Linked DNA regions of Mus musculus: region 2 is linked to region 1. Evidence: chromatin contacts called from public Micro-C data. All regions are on one chromosome and are shown on one strand. Each heading gives the region's core, a stretch centred on a gene start, on an enhancer-like site or on the middle of the called end of the contact. The rest is flanking DNA. Distances are from core to core; before and after follow the strand shown.

Region 1 (6,796 bases), core at 4,040-6,539:
GGAAAGCTCGCCTACTATGCACATGCAATGGATATAATCCAAGCACCACATAAAGCAGATATGGAGCTCGCCTGTAATCCTAGTCTTCAGGGGCAGAGAGAATAGAGTTCAAAGTCACCCTTAACGACATACCTGGCTTTCAGAGCATAAACCTAAATAAACTCAAGTCATTAAAAAAAAAATGCAGGGGACATTAAAAAAATATATATAAAAGTGCATATTTTACTCAAAATCATGCTTACAGGTGATTATGTAACTAAATAATAGCAACAATGGATGTTTACTCATTAATAATTTTAGAAATGTTCCAGCCCAAATGTTTAGTAATTTCAGTAGACAAACAATTATTGAAAGTAAGGTTAAAAAAAAAAAGCTGGACTTACAAGTACAGTGATGTGTTAAGTAGAGCCTACTAACAGTAATTAGAAAACAAAAGTAGCTCATCTTGGGAATCTTAGTAAATGCAAAAGGAATTGATAAGCAGCTATTGGAATGGAAAAATAAAATTCTAAAGGAACAGTATGGGAAGATTTTGATAGTTGAAATTTCAGTAATTTCAACCCATGCAAATTTAATAGATGCCGATTCACCAATCAAATGCAGTTTAGCCTAACCATAGAAACAGCTCAACCAATCACACACCAGAGTAGAATCCACCTATCAAATCTTTCTCAAATATAAAAGCAAAAGCTAGGCACAGCAACAGTAATCTTTGAAATCCTCCAATGATGACGTGCAGTACTGCCCAGCAAGCTGCATTCCTACTTACTCTGCTTCTGACCCGCTGTGTCTGCCTGCGTGTGTGTGTCTGTGTGACGGGAACAGATCCTCAGAATTGGAGCTGCAGGGAGCTGTCATGTGCTTGCTGGGAATTGAACCCTGCACCTCTTATCCAGAGTGGTCACTGCAGCCCCACCTTTTCATAGTTGAGATACCAACACTCGTCAAGTCTTTTTGTGTTAATCTCAACTTTAATACTGTTGTAAGTTATTAGTGCTTCCACATACAATCACTCCAGATCACTGTTCCCAGCACCAGAACTGAGACTAAATTCAGCCTGTGTAATGTGATCTCTATGGTTGCCGCCAGCAAGCTCCATGTGCTCAGCCCCCTTCTTCTTCCCAGCAGTCAGTCCCAGGACCACCACCACTTCTGCGCATCCTTGAACACTGCCCACTCTAAGTATTAAACTGCACCCTCACTTGCTCTATATCTTTAGGACCAGGGCATTTCTCCATCAGCTGTTTGAAATGACCAAGAATGGACCTCTATCTAGCTCTCTATCCTAAAGTCTTGTAACATCCATAAACCAAGCCAGCTTTAGGCATTGCTTTCAACAAGGTTAAAAATTCTAAATGGTAATAACTGCATTAGGCTTTTGAACCAATTAGGATTTAGGTGTTTTTTTTTTTTTTTTTTTTTTTTTTTTTGGTTTTTCAAGACAGGATTTCTCTGTATAGCCCTAGCTGTCCTGGATCTTACTTTGGAGACCAGGCTGGCCTCGAACTCAGAAATCCGCCTGCCTCTGCCTCCCAAGTGCTGGGATTAAAGGCACGCGCCACCACCGCCCGGCAGGATTTAGGTTTTTATGTATGACCTTGAACCTCTCAAGGTTTGAGATTAAAGGTGTTCACCACCACTGCCCAGCCACCTTGAACCATTTAACTTTGAAATTTCATCAGGAGTAAATCAATTACCTTACAGGCTTTTAATGACAGCTACACGAAAACATGACGTGTAACTGCTCTTGGTACACAACAGGAACAAACAAAACTAGGGTCTTCCCCACCTACCCATTTACCTGCAAAGCACCAATAGCTGCACTCTGGAAGCGCAGATCTGTTTTGAAGTCCTGAGCAATTTCTCGCACCAGACGCTGAAAGGGGAGCTTGCGGATCAGAAGTTCAGTGGACTTCTGATAGCGTCTGATTTCACGGAGGGCCACAGTACCAGGCCTAAAAAGTTAACATTTAAGAAATTGTTACTAAGCCTATATGATATAAAGTGATCAGCTTTAAATAAATGCAGTAATTTTTAAAAAAGACCCACTCAACTATTCTTCAACACCAAATTTCACAGATCAGTTTTATGACCTGAATATTCAACCCTGTTAAGAAAAAGATCACCTTTAAAATAAAAAAAGCACGATAAGGCAGTTTATCAAAGCCATATATTCATTTTCACTTTCATGCACACACAGCCCATCAATCTGTGCTAAGACCTGAGACTTTGAGCTGGTTGTGGTATTCACACTTGTACCAGAGCTCAGGGTGCAAAGGCATGAGGTGTGACATAAGCCTCAGGTACATACTAAGTCCCAGGCAAGCCTGGGTTACATGAGCCCTGCCTTCTAAACATACAAAACGTGGGAACACATTAGCTCTTAGGCTGTTGGTAGAGGCTGCCTAGTCTCTTCTGAGGTCAGCATCACTTTCCTTTGGCCCATCTAAGACTTACATAATTCAACAATTCACTTCAGTGGGTCTTATCTCCCAGCATTCTAGCATCAGTCATAACTACATTTGAAAACTTGTTTGTGGTTTTTTTTCTTAATAAAAAAAATTTCTGCTCCCCACCCCCCAGGCAGGGTTTCTATGGATAGCCCTGGGTGGCCTCAAATTCAGAGACCTGCCTGCCTGCTGCATTTAAATGCCCCACCACTGCCCAGCCAAAAAAATGTTTTAAGTTACTGCCTATAGAATTATTTTCTAATTCTGACTTATTTCTTCTACTCTTGAGCTTTTCACTGTAAAATCTGTCTATGTAAATTTGGGCAACTTGTGCCCTCTAATGGCTGATGTCTTTAACAACACTGGTTATATCTAAATGAGGTAGGGAAAAACCCACCAAGTAAATATGACCATTGGGAACTTTACTGGTCTCCCTATCATAAGTCGTTACTTTACCACAAATGAGGAGCTGCCTAAAAGTGTATGACTTCACTAGTTAAAAAAAAGAAAAGAAGAGCCGGGCGTGGTGGCGCACGCCTTTAATCCCAGCACTCGGGAGGCAGGGGCAGGCGAATTTCTGAGTTCTAGGCCAGCCTAGTGAGTTCCAGGACAGCCTGGGCTACGCAGAGAAACCCTGTCTCGAAAAACCAAAAAAAAAAAAAAAGAAAAAGAAAAAGAAAAGAAAAGAAAAAAAAGAAAAAGGGCCATATAAAAAAATATTAACGTGTCCTATTACTAGTTGACTATACTAGAGGGCTGGAGAGATTGCTCAGCAGTTAAGAGCACTAGTTGACTATACTATGACTTTTTAGGCTTTTAGATCAGATTACAGCTTCAAAATGTAATGTTATCTATCAAACTGAATACTAAGATACATGTGTTCACAAACATATGCATACATATTCAAGTAGTAATAATCATTCAAAAGAGAGAAACATCTTTTCCCCATAGCAAAAAGTATGACTATCTTCCTGTTAAATTACACGGACATACTGCTTAGACACTATCCCACTGCTCGACGTTTTAGAAATACCTGTAACGATGAGGTTTCTTCACCCCTCCAGTAGAGGGCGCACTCTTGCGAGCGGCTTTTGTAGCCAGTTGTTTCCTGGGTGCTTTACCACCGGTGGATTTGCGGGCAGTCTGCTTTGTACGAGCCATGGTAAGGACACCTCCTTACTTACCTATCAGTGTTTAAAAAACAAAAAATATCGGATTCAACTAAAACATAACAGTATTCCTGCCAGAACCCCCCCCCCCCAAATCTGGAAATTAATCAGTATGGGGGAGGGGGGGGGACTGTTATATAATTAGTTTGGAAGGGCGCGGATTACATCTATCGCCCAAACATGATTTAAAACAAACTAGAAAATTGTCAGCATTTATACTTTATAAAGCTATTTCCGAGCGATAAAACAGCCAAAACCAGAGAGACGCCCCCCACCATGGCTTTCGATCCAATTCATTTAATTAAAGTAGAAATTAGAAACGTCTGCAAACATTCGATCACAAACAAGTCAAATGAACGAAGCCACAAACACAGAAAGGTCGAGTCAAATTACAGCCAAAAAAAAAAAAAAGAAAAAGAAAAAAAAGAAAGAAAAAGGTTTCAGCGCCCCCCCCCCGCTCGGTTTGCTGCCCCCCTCTCGCGCCTGGCAGTTGGGTTGCTGTAAATATCTAAAAACATTCTTGAGGTTTGTTTCTTTATAGTTATGTTGACAAAAAGGCGTCTCGAAATGCAAGAACAACAGCCATCGCCAGTGAGCATTCCACAAAGCCCGTCCCCCTCCCGGGCTTCGCTATGGAAGCCGACTGCCCCGCACCCAGGCTTAATTAGCGCTCGACACCGGCCGCCCGGCCCACCCAGCACCACATAAACTTTTGGTTCTGCCTCCCCTGGGTCCCTAGGTTCGGGGTACCGGACCTGCCCGTCTCGGTCCCCGCACCCCGCGCTGGCAACGAGCGACTCGGCTCCCGAAGACTAGCACAAAATGGAAACAATTGGAAACGTATCCGATTCCCTTCCAGAGAGACAAACAGCAAATCGTTCGAAAATACCCCATCCCCTGCCACGTGCCGCTCTCCAAAAATGCAAAAGTTCTTTTTTTTTGTTTTCTGCATTTCATAAGCATCGTTTCTTTTTCTCCAAAAAAGGCAAAAAAATGTTCTTAAAATTTTTTCCTTCCATTTTAAAATGGGGAAGAGAGAAACGGGGGGAAAAAAAATATGGTCGGTGACCAGAGAAGAGAGACAAGATGGTGAAGCTCAGGCACAACTGTGGAGAGGCAGCAAAAAGCGAGTTAGCCCGGGGTGGAAAGCGGCGGCGATTTTACCCCCTTTGCGCCCGAAAAACTGGGGCCTGGGACCCGGAGGCGGCAGTTAAGAGGCTCGCGCGGGACATGGTGAAGGTCTGGGGTCCCGGGAAGGGGCAGCGGGAGGGATTTCACCGAAGAAAGAGGAGCCCGCGGCGCCGGAGGGAGACAGGCTCGACGCCGCGGCGGTGCCACTGCTGGGCTGAGACGGAGAGACCGGGGAGCCGCCGCCGCCACCGCCCGCGGAAGGCAAACTCGCTCCCCATCTCCATTTCTGCGCCAAAAAGTTTGCGGGTCGAGCCCGGGGGGACTGTGGGTGCCTCCGTGGGCCCCTACGAGGCCGACGGCGAGCGGAGCCCGGCTCCGGGAAGGCGGGCAAACGGAGAAACTTACCCCCCTTCTCCTTCGGCTGGAGCTCGGCAAGCGAGAGGCGGCGCTGGCGTTGGAGAGCGGCAGCGGCGCGGCGAAGGCTGCGAACACAATTGAAAGATGGCTGACACCGAGGCTTTCCCCTACACACGCCGCCCCGCCCCGCGCCGCGCTCCAGCCAATCACACACAATGGAGGGAAGGCTCGGCCCCGCCCAGGGCCCCCGCGCGCCCCGCCCCTCCCCTCCCCCCGCGCGCTCGTTCGCTGGCGCGCGCTCGCTCCTCCCCCGCGCGCCGCCCGCCCATTCCTCCCGCCGCCTCTCGCGGTGTGTACAAACACAAAAGACACGCCGAGGGGCCCGCCGAGGGGCCGTCTGCCCTAGTCCGTCCCCGGCCCACACTCCCTCCCCGTCGGACGCAGGCGTTAAGTGAGCCCCCGAAGCCCAGCTTTGGGGTGCACAGCGGGGGGTGTGGGGGCGGGGAGGGCGGCGCGGGCTGCGGACCAGCGCCCGGCCTGCGGGGGGAGGGGCATCGCCCCCGCGCGCGCCCCCGAGGTTCCCGGCCCGTGTGGGGGCGGGGAGAAGGCCGGGACCGTACGGTCGCCGCGCCCCAGTTGAAAACGCGCCCAAGCGGGAAGCTAGCTGGCAAAGTGGAAGCCCCAGTCCCGCGCCCACTTTCGGACCGCGCGGCGCGCCAGGGGCGGGGGACCCGCGGGCCTCTTCCCGCCTTCGCTCCCCGCCGAGCGCGGGCCGGTCCGGAGGCTCGGGCCAAGTCGCCTGAGGACAAGTCGGTCGCAGACTCTAGCCCCGGGAGAGGAGGGGCAGCCTGCGGGGCAGTGCGGAGACTGTCAGCGCGTCGCAGGTGGTGGCACCGGGGCCGAGGGACAGGGCTCGCCCTCTTCCTAGGCCGCGGTTCTTGGTGCAAGATGGCTGTTATTTTGTAAGCCTCTGAGACAATGTGCAACACAGCTGTAGCAGTCTAAGGCAGAGTAGGCCTTTCCACCCCTTCGCTGTTTGGAGGAGCGCTGCAGAAATCTCGTGACATAAGAGTCTAATGTCAGACACAGGAGGCTGAAACGGCAGGTAGAAGGAAAAGCTGTTTCCCGCTTTCCTTCTGCCCAGTAGCTTGGGCAACAGACTGCATAGCTCAAGTTCTCATTAAGTGACCCACAAACATCTGAACCGTCCCCAGGTGGTATTGACCAGGCTACACAACTCTGGGTGAAGGCTTTCGGTAGAAGAGTCACAAAGGTCCCGTAGGGTACTGATGAAGGACAGTAGCATACATGTAATCTGAAGACCTCTCAAAGCAGTCTTATCATGAACATTATCCTGAAACAGATATGTGGAAATCAGATATGAGAGAAGAAATGGATTTGGCCAAGGTCACTGAACTGAGGAACAGACCCTAGAGGGAAAAAAAACAACAACCCAGGCCTCCTGTTTCATTATTATTTAATGAGTGTTAAGTGTTGATGAACACATGCAATCTGCGATACTACCCTAAATGCACATATGCAAAAAACCCTCCACAGAGCTGCCAGTGAAAAATTCCTATAATTTGAGCCAAGAAGCATTTTTTCCCCTCTTGCTTGTTTGTGTTTTGTTTTCAGGAAACTAAAATATTTGTTGCTGGATTTATCCAAGAAGGCTGTTACATATCAATT
Region 2 (7,258 bases), core at 36-2,535, 1.2 Mb after region 1:
TATTCTCCTACACAACTGGAGAGACAAAAATTAAAAAACATCACACCATATGTTTCACCGTATCAATCAAAAAGCATTTCACCACGGTACATCCAAGACTTTCCTTTGGGGCTGAAAAATAAATAAATAATTGTATTGATTACAGAGGAAGGGAAACGCGGCCGCTTCTGCTGCAATGCAACACAGGCTGCTACGAACCGGAGAGAAGGGCTTTCCAAACAAAACCCTCCCCCGCCCGGGCTTACAAACCTCAACCAACTTATCCCAGCCTCACACTGTCCCCCGCCAGAGGAAACCTAGTAAATGCTCTCCCTTCCCCCACCATCGAGAAATGTTCACCTTTCCCCGCTCCTCCGCTTTACCCCTACCAGAGGCACTTTATTCCCCGCAGAGATTTCAAACCTTCCAAACTTTCCTCCCCACCCCCCTTTTAATTAAACACTAGAGCTTTGTACTAAAAGTGCAGAGAATTTTTACAGATGTACGGAAAATACCTGTTTCTCGGCAACGAGCACGCTACGACTACCGAGCCCCTCCCCATCTCCTGGGTTTCGTTAACCCAGGCTGGGGGAGGGAGGGAGGGAGCTGGCATATTGAATTGAGGAAGGGAAATCCTGGGTAAAAGAAGAGCATCGGAGGGGGACACCGGGAGGAGCCCCCTCCCCCAAATCAGAGCGGCTGGGCAGGGCAGCTGGACCGGAGAAACCCGAAGGGACAAAAGGGAGCGAGAAAGAGCCGGGAGAGCCGAGCCGGCGCCGCGGGCCGGGGCAGGCGGGTCCGCGCAGAGCGGTCGCGGCGCCGCGGCACAATGGCTGGCGGCCCGCGCGCCCCTCACCTCATGGTGCCGGCGGCGCCGAGGCTTCCCCGGCGCGGGAGCCGCCGAGCGGAGGGTCTCTTCTCAGGCGGGGAGGCGGACGCCGCGGGGACGCGCGAGCAGAGGCGGCTCCGGCTCCGGCGGCCGGGCTACACCATCTCCGCGCGCAGAGGCGAGGCGCCGGCCCGCCGAGCGCGAGCGACCACGGGCTGGGGACGGGGCACGGGGCCGAGGCGCCGAGCGGGTCCCCGGCGGCCGCCGCCTCCTCCGCCTGCGTCGCCGCCTCCTCCCCGCCGAGCCTCGTCCGCCGCTTCAGACGGGAGCCGCCGGGGCCGCGCGCCCGTCCGTCCGTCCGTCCGTCCGCCCGCCCGCCGCTCCAGAGGCCGCTCCGAGCGCGCCGCCGTCACCGCCGCCGCCGAGGCCGTGAGGAACCGGCAGCTGCTGCAGCCGCGGGAGGAGAGCCGGGCTCGCCGCGGGGCGCCGGGGGCGGGGCGGCGGAGGAGCACGCAGGCGCCGCCCTCCTCCCGCCGCCCCCGCCGCTCCCGCTTCGCCCGCTCCCCTCCCCCTCCCTCCCGGGGCGAGGGGCGTTGCGCACGAGGGGGCTGCGGGGCGGCGGCCGAGGCGAGGCGGCGGTGCGGCCACGGCCCTTTGTTGCCGCCCACCCGGCTCCGCGCCCCCCGCGGTCGGAGGGGGGCTCGGCGCCCGCTCTGCCCTTGACCGCGCTCTCCTGCCGCGGCCTTCCCGCAGCCCGGAGGCTGAGGTGAGGAGCGAACCGCGGTGGGGGGGTTGGGGGGGGCGTGACGAGCCGGGCGCGATCGCGGAGAGGACCAGGGCGCGCGGGCCGGCATCCCCCTCTGCGCGTCCCCGCCGCGATGTGATTCCCTCCCACCCACCCCCACCCGTGGGATGTAGGCGGGATGTAGGAGAGTTCCGAACACGCAAAACGTGGCCATCGTCGTCCCCCGGATTCCCGAGGACCCCCGAGCGTGCTGGACCTGGGGATCCGGCCGACGCGCGCACAGTACTGGGATGACTGCACAAACACACGCGCGCATAAACGCGCACACACACACACACACAGCTAACGCATCGGTGTCGGGAAACGCGGTGGCCCGAGGCACGCGGAACCCTGTGCAGCCGCGAGAGACGCAGCCCGTGGAACCCTTTCTGTCGTCACCAGCTGAAAGGGAATCCCGGCCGGGGGCGGGGAGGGATGGAAACTGAGGATAATTTTAAATGCTCTGTCTTTCACCTAGTCTGGAGCTCACCTCCTTGAGAAGGTAGATAGAAAATACTAACGCAGCGAATGGTTTAGTCAGATGGTGCAGGAGGCCTCTGAGAAGCCCGAATTTGGGGCGGGGGGTGTAGAATGAAAAACAGCAAATCCAATGATCTAATAAAATTTTTTAAAAACTGAGAGCCCGCTTTCGTGCGCAGTATACAGATGCCTAGACTAGGTTAGAAAGGGTTTTTGCAGCTACCCGATTTCTATTACATCCAAAATGGAGGACCTAGCAATACTGCAGGAATCCATTCAAAAGTTTGATGTTCCATATAAAATGAGCTGCGGTTCTAAAGATACTTATGAAAGCTGGCATTCTGGGCACTTTCAAATGACAAGCTAACGTATCCTATCCATCCTTGGTCAATGCCTGAATTGTCTGGAGAACAGTTTAACCTGTTTTAACTATGAAAAGCCTCCTGGTTTCAGAGCTCAACAAAGGCGGTTTGCTTTTTGGAAGGAAGCCCTGCAAGAAGCAGTGACCTAGAGCTGTGGCACAGGACCAGGGTGGCCTCGGGTAGTAAAAAGCACGGTGCCTCTGCTCTAAACATGGTGTACTTGAAGAACACTAATTTCCACCCACATAGCTAATTACAGCTTGCCATCACAGAGCATTTTATTCAAGGATCTCCAAGGACTGAAGAGAAAACAGCCCTGTCAGCCAAATGTCCTTGTTGCCCATATTACGAGAAGAGACAGAAATATACATCTCAAACAACCTCGTGTGTTATTAGTACAATAGCCGTGATTAGAAAAACATCTCAGCTCTGAGGTGCACTGCCTTTGTATAAAGGGCATCTGTATAAAATGCTTGCACCTCAAGTATTCAACAAGTTAACTAATGTCTAGAAAGAGGAAAAAAAGCACTAATGCCTATTGAATCTTCTTGGGGAAAGAATTAAGACACATTCAGCCAGAAGTCACCCCAGCTCTCCTTAGTTCATTCATACCAATATAGTAAGTACAACAGAGCTTAGGTTTCAGATAAAAGCCTTACCACCACCAGAAGAGGTGGAGATACTGCTGTAATGACTCAAACTATCTCTTGTCAGAGACAAGAAACACCAATAAAAATTCCTTGCGAATGACATCATAACCTGCTTCTCATTTTTGCTAGCTAATCCCATCCTGATCTAACGAAATCACCATCATCTTTATGCTAACAGCTGATGTCCCCATGGTATGAGTACCAAATTAAGTGATCCAAGAGGAAAATGCTATTCTTGTTTTCTGTGTTTATTAAAAATGTACCAGCCAAGAATGTTGGCTGCCTACACCCATTTCCATTCTTTTTAATGGCAGCTTGCCAGCTCACAAGTTGGTCACACCATTGCCTTCGGATTTAGATCTTGCATTGGCCAGCCTGACCTCCAAAGGTCATTTTGTGGAAAGACGGTTTGTTCGCTCTAACAAAATGTTACTTCTTGTTCATATTTGGTCTAACATTGAAAGGACAAAATGGAAACTTGAGCTAGAAACAAGACTAATTCTGGTCACGTGGGAAACTTCAATGGACTGTGTTACTATATAGAATGAAAGAATTTTAGAGGGGAGATATCTTAAGTCATTCAGTCATTTAGAAGAAGAATGTGAAATCGGATAGGTTAAGTAACTTGCCCATTGCCTCATAGTGCCTTTGTAGTAGAACTGAAACTCAAACCCAGGATTTCCATCTCTTGGTACCTTGTTGTTCCTCCCACATCATACTGACTTCCCACAGCTGATTCTCTCCTCATAAACCTAAACTTTTGCTTAAAAATAAAGTTGGCGTGACTGAATCATTGAAGTCTTTGAAATGATCTCAGCTCCATACTATACTCGAACACAGTGCCAGGACCAACACGTAGGGACCTGATGTTTGAAAGGTGAATGGAAGAATGAATCAGTGAGTGAATAGACAGCTCCCCTAAGATATGGAAGACACTATTCAGAAGAAATGCATGTGTGTGTTGTGCACATGCATGTGCTAGGGATCTAACCCTGCTTTCACATGCTAAGCTAGGTGTTCTCAACCACTAGCTACGTTCCCACCTCGAACTTCCTTCCTAACACAGTAGAGCTCAACTTTCTCTCTCTGAGATGTTTTACCCCAGCTTGGTGTAGCAGATTGACCCACACTACTGGGAATGAGAGGAACCAAGCTTCTGCTGCCCCTAGGCCAGCTATGGGAGTCAGTCTGGCTTTGAGGGCTTCCCCCGAGCCAGCCTTGGTTAAATTGATAGCATCAGTAGGCTTGGTCTCCATTTATGGACATGAAGAGGAAGCATGACTGAAGCTTCTCCACCATCAGAAGATCACTGCTAAGAGCTTAAAGCCTTCCCCCTCCTCATCCCTTTAAGTTCTCCTTGGATTACCTGGGAGGGGTGAAAGTGGAAAAGGAATATGGAGTGAACTTTATTCTTATGATTGCATGTAGCAGTACTGTATTCACAGTAAAATGTTTGTCTCCCCCAACCACTACACATCCCCCAAACATGGTAGGAAAATAATGTAGAAAGCAACACTCAGCAGGATTCAAGGGTTTTTTTTTTTTGTTTTGTTTTGTTTTTTAAATATCTTTATTATTCCTCTTTCAACCTTAGTTGCCAGCATATCATTGCAGTTCAGAATTACTACCAGGACACAGAAGAAACTATTGGCCTTTCCAATTTTAAATGTCTTCCCTTTCTCTCCATTTCTCCTCCCTCTCCCTGCTGAACTGGGGTCTATCTCAGTAACTTCACTTCTTCCTTTGCAGAAGAAAGATTTCTGCTTTTAGCTGGACAGTGCTTAGCCTTGGCAGATGATCCCCACAGCCAGAATGGATTTGTGTTAGTTAACTGGTAGAGGTCACATTCTAGATAGTACGGTGCATTCTTTCTACAGAAATTTAGCCATGACTGCGTTGGTGAACGTGGGCTCCATTTCTAGACAATGATCCAGCCACGTGCTTTGGGAAATGGTTACAAACAGCTATGGTCATGATCTAATTCTGAACTCTTATCCTGTATTTTCTAAAATCTAGTAGGCAGCCTGGGGGGGAAAACAGAGGGATTGCAATCTTTTTCACATCGAATCGACTTCTATTTACTGTAACCAAACTTGATAGACTACCCAGGAGGTTTTCTTGGACATTACAATCAAGTGACAAGTGACCTTGGAGTATTTCCTCAAAACATGATCAAAAGAACTGTCGAGGAAGATTATTTTCTGGCTGTTGGTAGCAAAGAAGAAACATGGTACCACTAGGTATATCCCAAACAAATTTCCCCCAAATTGACACACACTGCTTAAGACTTCCTCCTTCATAGCCTTTTATCTATCTTTCAGGTAGGGCTCACAGCTCATTAAAAATCCCAATTTTAATTCTCTTTGGAAAAAAGTACAGTTGCTACCATGATAACCTGACCAAGTTCTAATTTGAAAATTACCTTCAAATTGCTGTGATGTAGGCCTGCTATCTCCACACACAGGAGGTAGAGGAAGGAAGATCAGGAGTTCAGTGTCAAATGCCATAACAGAGGAGTCCAGGATAGGGCTAGCCTGGGCTCTTACCTTTAACTAATCTTTAGTACCACCTCAAATATGAAATAAATAGTGATACTGTACTGTATTTACAAAGAGCTGGAGCCCTTTCCTGGCTGAATATTATGGTTGTAAATAAACTGAGCAGCAAACAAAAGAAAGAGAGAGAGAGAGAGAGAGAGAGAGAGAGAGAGAGAGAAAGAAAGAAAGAAAGAAAGAAAGAAAGAAAGAAAGAAAGCGAGCGAGCGAGCCATTGCAAGGTCACCATGTACATGGCTCTGGGTTTGATTGACTAGCACTGGGAGAAAAAAAAAAGCCCCAAAGGAAAGAACTTTGTTCTCATTTCTGTCCTCTGTACAAATGCTGCTTTAATGGGATTGGACAGAGACACGCTTCGGATGTGAGAAGAATTTGTTACTAGTAAATGTGAAAGACAAGTACCACAGTCCATAGCAGAGCTCTTTTATTTCATTCTGCTTCCCCTGGTTAAAAAGAGGGGGGAAGCCAGGTGGTGGTGGCGCACGCCTTTAATCCCAGCACTCGGGAGGCAGAGGCAGGTGGATTTCTGAGTTCGAGGCCAGCCTGGTCTACAAAGTGAGTTCCAGGACAGCCAGGGCTACTCAGAGAAACCCTGTCTCGAAAAACCAAAAAAAAAAAAAAAAAAGGGGGGGGTGGAGAAAGAGTTCAAGCCAGCCTGTAATCCCATCTCTCTCGGGAAACTGAGGCAGGAGGAGCAGTTCAAAGTCTTCTTCAGCAACAGGAGCAAGATTAAGGTAACCTGGCCCATATGTGATCCTATCTAAAGTAGGAAAGGGAGGAGAAGCAGTCAGAGGGCTGGGATCTGGGAGGAAGGGAGAAAATTGGGGTATGGCCTGTCAAGGATCTGGGCTTAGTCTCCCGAAGGAAGAAAGAAAAATGAGACAAGAGCTTGAAGATCGCTTAGGAAATATAACTAGCACAGTTAAAAATGAAACAAGATTCAGTCATGTACCTCTTGTTTCAAGAAAACCAGAGTGGCAGGCTTCCAAATCAAAATGTATTCCCATGTCCCATTAGCGACCCCCTTCCTCGGCAGTCCTCTGATCTAGGACCTTCCTTGTGGTTTTGGTGACAAGGACTCAATAAATGAGTTCAGTGACTCTCCATATTAGTGTTAGGACTGTATGTGGGTATGGGTTTATACCTGTGAGTGCACACACCTCTGAGTCTGGGGTTATACCTGTGAGTGCGTACAGTATCACTGGCCCACTGAGGTCAGGCCCGTCAGATCTTCTTGAAACTGGATCTCAGTGCTGGGAATGGGACTTGGGTTCATTGCAACTATTGAGCCGTCGCCCCAGTCCCACACGTACATTTTGAAAGGTCTTTTGAGAAATGTCTGCGTTCTCTTTATTACCATTCTGATTCATATCACATAAAGCAGGAAGGAAACACATCACCCCATGGTGACCCTGTGCAAAGCAAACATGCCAGTCTTAGTCTACAGGGAGAAGAACCACCAAAGAACATGGATTCCTTCATTTGCATTCTTGTAAAAGACTTGGGATTTAAATACTCGTTTAAGCTTTATCATAGATGAATATGGTTTTAATAATTCAGCAAAGGGCCCTGAATAGAGCCCAGCTTTCCATTCAGGTTTTCGTGTCTTTCTCGGTTGC

Evidence for each region. Hi-C and Micro-C count contacts between places; a contact is called where the count stands out from the background.
Region 2: a contact with region 1 is called in a Micro-C map of embryonic stem cells, with 4 times the contacts expected there. The contact joins the promoter of Enah here to the promoter of H3f3a in region 1. A contact is called at or near these places in 1 of 484 Hi-C or Micro-C datasets (embryonic stem cells) and 1 of 9 other capture datasets (adipose tissue).

What each region holds. Positions count from the first base shown.
Region 1 is chr1:180,808,316-180,815,111 of GRCm38.p6, forward strand. H3f3a (H3.3 histone A) reads right to left here and starts at 5,290. Exons shown (of 4, transcript NM_008210.5): 1 at 5,156-5,290; 2 at 3,484-3,634; 3 at 1,802-1,955. The coding sequence starts at 3,611.
Region 2 is chr1:182,018,695-182,025,952 of GRCm38.p6, forward strand. Enah (ENAH actin regulator) reads right to left here and starts at 1,286. Exons shown (of 15, transcript NM_010135.3): 1 at 836-1,286. The coding sequence starts at 840.